Regions from separate parts of the Zea mays genome. Here region 2 is linked to region 1. A link is a contact called in public Hi-C data. All regions are on one chromosome and are shown on one strand. The core of a region is the stretch at or near the end of the contact, and the rest is flanking DNA. Distances in the headings are between cores, read along the strand shown.

Region 1 (4,036 bases), core at 1,124-3,623:
TTGAAGCTTGCAATGAAATGTTCGTGGGGTCATGTAGTTGATTATGACAAGGTTCGTTGAACCTTATAAGAAAATTTTAAACTAAACTTGTGGCATGTAGGGACTATTTGTTCCAATAAACCACTAGAAAATGTGAAGGGGGATTTCAATTTTAGACTGGTTTCGATGATATAATTAGGCGGAAGCAAATAATGCAACATAAGTTAAAGTATGGATCTCAGCTCGTCAGTAGTTTTGTTAAGCTTCACAAAGAGAACTGTAAGTGAAATCAAGCCCTAATTATGTACGAGTTTTAGTGATAATAAACACGCAATTAGAGAGCTAATAGATTTATCGAGTTGCCTAGCATGTTAAATAAAAAGGATGATAATACACAATATGTTGGAGCCCCCAAATACTAAAGAGACGCGGCAATCGACAATCTAATCAATTCGCACCGTCACGTAGGAATTCGCAAATACGTTGTGCCTGTAAAACGATGCATATGAATAATGTCTCACAAATGACTGAAGCAACCGTAGCGCCGATTCCGGTCACGGGTACTTATTGGCTCCGGGAACCCTGGAATGGCCTAGCCCATCTGGCGCGCGCGCGAATGGAAGATCACCAGTGTAAAAATCTAGCTTCCGCGTGGCACGTACGGGAAGCCCGTCGTTGACCGTTGACCGTACCTGGTATAACTGAAACAAAATTCAAAACAAATATAAGACCTCATATAGCTATTATCTAATGTATTGGGGAAAAAGTATCATGCAATACAATATTTATAGGAGCTTTATAGTTTAGGTTATGTTTGAATGAACTAGAAAGCTAATAGTTACTCTCCGTAGCAGTTAAAATTAGTTGAATACGTCTAAACAATATAGCTAAAAGTTCAACCTATTAGCTATTTTTTGAAAAAAAAATTAAGAGCTAGATATTTATTAGCGAGCTAATTTCACTAGTAATTTTTTTATCTAACTAACAATAATTAGATCTATCTAGTACATCTCATAGTTTATTTATAATAATAAAAGAACAGAAAACCGAAAGATTTAGGAGTACTCGTAGCAGCGCACATGAGAAAGAAGAAGAAGGAGAGAGAAAAAAAAAAGGCAGGCCGGCCGGCGCTAGGTTGCTGGCGAGAAGCGTCCAAAGGGTGGGGGACTGAAAAGGTGAGGGCATGGTTTTGGTTTTGGACGACGTAGCAGTAGCACCACCACCACCACACACATCACCCGCTGGGTTTTGGCTTGTCGTTCTATCTCTCTCTATATATATACTATATGCATGCATTATATTGTGTGTTACTACGACGACGACAAGGCAAAATGGGTCACGGATTGCATATGCAGCCTCCCCGTGCCACCAGTCATCAGCAGCTGCTGCAGCTAGCCTGCTAATCGCATGCACGACGAAGAACACATGCATTATGCTCCTGCTGATGCATTATTGGCACTCAGCTGAGCTCCCTCCTGCTGGCTGCTCCTACGACATGCACTGTGTACGTACGTACTAGGCAATTAGGCATGCATGTCGGTAGTGCATAACTGCATACTACGTACAAAGGGAGCACAGTAGTAGCTAGGCATATGGGTACACGGTCCATGCATGGACGGCCGGCCGGCTACTAGCTGGACGCATCCATATCGGTGTCAGTTCCTGTTCTGTTCTGTTCTGTTCTGTTCGGTTCTACAAATAAGCACGTACTCCAGCGTACAAGTACGCGTAGCATCGTCGTCGTATATATACTCGTATTCCAGTTCCTTATGCTGTGTCGCGTATTCCTTCGTGCTTGCATGCAGATCCGAGAAGAGCAGGAGGATTCCGGCCGCTACTGCTGGCGGTGGCCGCCGCGTCGTCGTTTCCGCTCTACACGAGCCCGAGGCCACGCCGGCGCAAGACCTACGCCGCCGACTGCGGGTGCGGGGCGGGGGGTACATAGCTATAGCACACGTACTAGCAGGTACGACGACCTCGATCCTACCAATATATAGGACTTGCGGCTGTGTTGTGTGCTGTGTTAAACTGAGCTCATCAAATACCCTTGTTAACTGTGACACACAGCCAGTGTATTATTAAAGAAAAATTAGGCAGCAAACTGGTCCTAATAATTAAAAGCTGTATTTAGCTAGGTGTCCAGCAGCATCTCACCGTGCCTCCCTGATGTCTCTGCACGCGCCATCGTGTGCGGCAGCTGCAGCAAGAGAGAGAAAGAGAGAGGAGAACGACAAGCGCATGGCGCCACGGCCCCTCGGGAACTGCACCTGCCCCTGCTGCTCGGCTGCCTCCTTGGCTTTCCTGCATGCTCACCTAGGTCTGGAGTACGCAGTATGCTACGACGCAAAAGCTGTGGCGTCTGCTCGTCGGTTCCAGCCAGCAGGCCCCAGCCGGTATAGCCGCTCGCGTAACCTAGCCTAGCTCTTTCTCGTTCCAGAGCACACGTGTGGGGCCCAACGCACAGTCTAAGGGGGTGTGTTTACACGTGTCGAATGTGTTGGTTAAAGATCTAATGGCAATAGAGTGATTTCATTCCAATTTATTAGAATGGAGCCATTTAATTCTATGTTTAAATTTAACAATGTAAACATTATAATCTATACCACAAATATCATATTTTATATGATCTGGTGAGGATAAGTATATGATGATGTACTATTATTGAGCAGTATATATAGCAGCAGCGGCGATGGTAGGGGGATTTCTAGCAAATCACGTCGCGTAGCCTGCCTGCTGTATCGTTTGCAACAAGCAAGGGCTCCAGCTTCTCTTCTCTGCTATACACGTACGAGCTGGTTCTGCTATACACGTACTTCCTATTTGTTCGTATCGCGATCCCCCGGTTCCCTGTCGGCAGTAATCAGATCCTGTAATATTGTATCTACTGCTGCTGATGTCACTACCTCACTACTGGAAACAGCTGCCAAAGACCAGAAAACACTCGGTAAAGTATTTGTGACACTAGGTAAACAAAGTATTGGTGAATTATACATCAGCAACGGTTTCTTTGTCTAAGTACTTTTTGTTGGACACTAGGTAAATACTTTGCCGGGTGTCATTTGGTACTCGACAAAGAAAAGTCACCGTCACGGCGCCAGGTGACGGCGACGAAGACTTTGCCGATTGCCACCATGACACTCGGCAAAGGCTCCTTCTTTGCCGAGTGTCTATTGTACTGTCACTCGGCAAAGAAGCCCCCAGTAGGCCCTTTGCCTGTTCCTTTGCCGAGAGTATTAGGGGTCGTTCGGCAAAGGCTCACTCTTTGTCGAGTTTCCGTCGGACTAGCTCTCGGCAAAGGGAGCGCCAGCGGGCCCCTTTGTCAGTTTCTATGCCAAGTGCCAAGGCCACAACACTCAGCAAAGAAATTTTACCGGTTCCCATGTGTGTCTTCTTTGCCGAATGCTATGGTCATGACACTCGGTAAAGTGATCAGAACACCACTTTTTTATTTCTTTTTGTTATTCCATCCAAACAAACAAAAGAGATATCACATAATCATCACATATACATCACATATATCACAGAATCATCACATACATCAAACACACGACATAGCTCACAAAGATCACATGTTTCTTCACAATGATCACATGTTTCTTCACAAAGTCACAAGTACCACAAAATAGTTCACAACACTAACAATTACTCACATAAATAAGTCCACAAACATCCAATATATGGCATAAACATTTCTCACAACTAAGTTTAAAAGAACATTAGCGAGGTGGGGCGGCTAGACTTGTTCGGCGATGGGCTGGGCGATCCATGAGAGTTGTTGGATGCCGCAGATTGTCCCTGCACAGAGAAGAGAATGCATGTGTTATACCTGATGAATACATATCACTCGGCAAAGAGCCAGATTCCGACAGTGTGTGCCCCTTATAGCCGTTAACAAGAAATATGTGGTGAGTTTGGTTGGAGGATGATTGGGACAACCACGTCCCTAGCGTCCTTTCATCTCCCTCCATTTTAAGAGACAGGAGATATAGTACTATCCCTATTATATAAAAACACAACTTGTTACGTCTATTCCTACATTAGAGAGAGATGCATCTCT
Region 2 (4,036 bases), core at 741-3,240, 40 kb before region 1:
TTCCGTTCTAAATTATAATAGTAGTTATTATAACACCAAAATATGGCTAATAAGGAATTTAATAGTAGTTATTCAGTATCGTAGATGTTATTATTTTATTATATAATTTCAGTTAAACCTGGGATAATTTAGCTCCTTGATAAAATTAGGATCTAAAAACTTTAGAATGACATATAAGAAGAGAGGTAGTCGCCAGATGCACCCCTGATCAATTCAATCATCAGAAGAAAGGCAGCGAGCTTTGCTCTTGTTAATTAAATAGAATAGTATATAGGAGAAAGATTCAGCAGCACAGGGCAACCTTTGCATCCTGCATGATGCTATAGGACGGACGGACACGTACTGCTAACATGGATAGATCGAAGTGGGTTATGATGGGGGAGATGGATTGCAAAAAGGCCTCCCAAATCTTTGCCCTGCCTGCCTTTTCCGCTACTGGACCTGAACTGATACTACTACTGCTGCTCCCACAGCTGCTTAAGATTAATTTATTGCTGCCTCTTCTTCTTCTTCCTCCCATGCCATGATGACATGCCCCTCTACAAGCAGCCTCCGCCATAGCCAGCGTTCTTGAACAGCTCCTGCTTTATCGCGTCGGCGCTGATCATTTCCCTCTGCATCTGCGATAACATTGAAGGAGCAAACTTGTTGCGTCGCATTGCCTTGCATCCAATCCGAGGACAAAAGGAGTGTGTGTATGGCAGCGAACCAATGGACAGGCGGTGGTCACTACCTCGGAGCAGGAGGCGTGCATGCCGAAGTCGTTGAAGCAGCTGACGACGCACTGCTGGATGTCGAGCCCTAGCGTGTCCAGCGTGCTCACCGTGGACAGCAGCAGCCCCGGCTTGGCGGCGCAGTAGATCTCCACCCGGGTGTCGCCGCCCTCCTTCCGCTCCACGTCGAACTGCAGGAGCCATCAGCAGCATCTCAGCCCTCACATTTCCCCCAATCGCATCAGCAGCATCAGCAGCTTCTTCACGTACCTTGGGGGTGTTCCTGGCCACCATCTCGTTGGGGTTGAGCTCCCGGAAGACGCTGAGCATGCCTGGCGCCTCCTCCTGCTGCTGCCCGATCTCTTCCTGCAGCAGCTTGATCCTCTCCAGCAGCTCCTTCATGTAGTCGATCGTGTCGCCCAGGATCGACGTCCGGTCCATCTGCGCACCACCACGCATATTTTACTTCTCATCAGCCCAGCCGCCATATATAGATATAGAGGGATTGCTTCTCTGTTCAAATGTCCTTTCTTGGCCGAGGAGGCACAAGAACCGAGGAAAAAGGAGAGATTTTTTTTTTTTTGCCATTCTCAATCTCACCTTGCTGATCTTGGGCACGACGGAGCGTAGCATGGAGAGGCGGTCGTTGAGGCGCTTGCGGCGGCGGCGCTCGGCCATCAGGTTCTTGGACGGCATCCCCTCGACCCTCTTCTTCTTGGACGCCAGGGCCGGCGGCGGCGCAGCGCCAGCGCCAGCGCCGAACGCGCCGCCGCTCTCCGCCAGGCCGGGCTCCACCTTGCAGGCCCCGAGGCCCGCGGCGCCGTCCACCAGTGCCGCCGACGCCGCCTTGGGCTCGACGACGTCAAGGAACCCCATCTCGCCGCCGTAGTCACCAGCATTGGGCCCGCCGAACGCGGCGGCGCCGTAGACCTCGCTGAGGCAGTCGAAGCCGGGCGCCGCCGCCGGCTGCGGCTGCGGCTGGGCGTAGGAGGCGGTGAAGGTGGGGAGGACGCTGACGGTGGGCGCCTGGTGGTGGCGGTCCTGGAAGGTGCAGTCCATGGCGGCCGGGGCGAAGAAGTCCCCCATGGCATTGCAGTCCCAGGCGTCCCTCCGCAGGGAGAGGATCTCCTCCAGGAAGGCCTGCTCGTCCAGCTCCATCACCGCCTTCTCGTCGTACTCGAAGATGGCGAGAGGGCAAGCACAGAAAGAGGCGGCGGCTATGGCTTGTGAGGAGGGAGGTGGTGTGGTGGGGAGAGGGAGAGAGGGGGATGCCAGTGCCATGGGTGGGCGAGAGGGTGAGGGGAGGGGGGTTAATATATGGGGAATGGAAGGGGGACAATTATTCCCCATGATAAATGGTGAGCAGTGGCCATTAAGGTATCATTAGAGAAGAGGGGAGAGAGCGACTAGTTGATGCTTGTGTTGTGTTAGTATCACAGTATTCGTTCGTTTGTTTGTTTATTAATTATGAACCCATGGGTTTCACTATTGATCATGTGTGGTCTGTACTGGCAGTAGCAGTAGAATGCAGAGAGAGGCCCCCAATCTGGTTTTTGTTGTATTGTGACTTGTGAACCCCCCTAGGGCAGAATAACAGTGATAGGCCTCAGGATTCGTCCTGCTGGGTAAAGCTCTGTCTTGTGATCCCATCACTCATTCATCAGTTGTGTTGTGTGCCGATGCCCTTGGTCAGTACGTGTACTACTTTAGTCGTACTAGTGTCATAGTGTGTAATTAGTGCCACGTACGACTGAATGAAGGAAGGAATAGGCAAAGAGGTACTGCTATGGTGACTGATGGTGATGCACATAAATAAATGTATGCTAATTGCTGTCAGCGGCATCGAGAGGACGACAACTACACCAGTAGTCGTACGCCGACCAGTTGTGTGTGATTCTGTTCTTTGATTTAGGGGGAAAAAGAAAGAAAGAATGACACAGATGATACCGTCTTTTCCTTTCCATGATACATCACCATCGCGTAGCGAATGTTTGAAATACGTGTCCCGCAGCACCAGTATGGAAAAACACGCACAGTTTTATTTTTTTCTTCGTTACGTATCTGGTTCTGGTACTCCTACATAGTATCATCATGAAGCTAAGCGTAAGGCTTGTTTCTTTGTGCAGCAGATAACACACACATACGCTGTGACTGTGAAGGAGGAGGAAGTGAGTCAGTAGCAGCAAGCAAGGGTCCAAAACCATCTTTCTGCACGGCACAGACTTTGAAAGGCTCAACCCCTCATGACTCTTGAGGCACAGGGGATTCAGAGGCAGGTCTGGGTACGTAGGACAGAATAGTCTGCACACACAGAAACTCTTGTCCACACCCCACCCACCATCCCAAACTTTGGTGAGTGAGTGACATACATGAACCCTCGCGCGGAATGAGGCCCGTGATTTTGCTTCCCCTTCTACAGCCCAGGTACCTCTCGCTGGATACGATGCATGCATGGCATGGTTGCACTGACTGACAGATTATAAATATCGTATATTTCACCGATCACTTGTGATCTCTCTGTTCATCTGGTTGCAGGGCTAATTCTATATGTTGTGGTGCTGTGTTGGGTCATGCTGCTGATGCTAGCTGCAGCAAGGTTCTTTTTATTGCCCAAACACAAACAGTACCTGCCGGAAAGATGGAATTCCTGTTGCATATATAGGGGTGGAGGAAGGATGAGGAGGATGATGAAAACCACGTGTCCAAGTTCCCCCCTTCTCTGCCTCCTCATTGTCATGCCAGCTGAATGCAATGAAACGGAGTGGATTGATTTCTGTGACAAACATTTTCTTTAGTCGCTACGTACTAGGAGCAGTCGTGTATACACTCTTGCAACTGCTGCTACATGTTACGTGTTCCTGATCCTACATATGTATATAGCAGAAGCAATAATGTTCTGGTTCTAAACTGCAAGGAGATGGTATTTGAACGTGACCAGATCTTTATTCCGCTTGGAAAATACGCCTAGTTGAGAGCATGATTAGGCTGGGACCAGACCAGATCAGATCAGATCAAATCAAAAACCCGGTCTCAGAAGATCCCGTTGGTGTGAGGGGCCCCCCGCAGGTTTGACCCACTGCGTCTGAATCGAAAACGGCTTTGGTGGACAGCGGCCGTGTCAGTTTCCCCTGCTCATCTCTCTCTCTCTCTCTCTCTCTCTCTCTCTCTCTCTCTCTCTCTCTCTCTCTCTCTCTCTCTCTCTCTCTCTCTCTCTCTCTCTCTCTCTCTCTTCCTCATGTGATGGCCTTTCTGAGTTTGGGGGGTAGGACAACCTGTGATTCTGTCCCTGTGTGTGTGCACTCTCACAGCTCAGCAGCATACCA

Evidence for each region. Hi-C and Micro-C count contacts between places; a contact is called where the count stands out from the background.
Region 2: a Hi-C map of tassel shows a contact between it and region 1, with 6 times the contacts expected there. The contact joins the promoter of LOC100274388 here to the enhancer-like site in region 1. A contact is called at or near these places in 6 of 25 Hi-C or Micro-C datasets (ear, endosperm, leaf and 2 more).

What each region holds. Positions count from the first base shown.
Region 1 is chr5:64,042,733-64,046,768 of Zm-B73-REFERENCE-NAM-5.0, reverse strand. No RefSeq gene overlaps it. Among protein-coding and RNA genes, the nearest start is that of LOC100274388, 40 kb to the left of the region's middle. Within about 2 kb of position 2,373, at least 18 of the 20 cell types and tissues checked have an H3K27ac peak or open chromatin away from gene starts, as enhancers often do. A contact at or near this core is called in ear, endosperm, leaf and 2 more, where this site is marked.
Region 2 is chr5:64,082,630-64,086,665 of Zm-B73-REFERENCE-NAM-5.0, reverse strand. LOC100274388 reads right to left here and starts at 1,990. Exons shown (of 4, transcript NM_001148748.1): 1 at 1,314-1,990; 2 at 984-1,154; 3 at 734-904; 4 at 244-620. The coding sequence starts at 1,871. The coding sequence ends at 540. LOC103626462 (serine/threonine-protein kinase ATR) reads left to right here. Exons shown (of 17, transcript XR_002262295.2): 16 at 2,843-3,137; 17 at 3,249-3,661.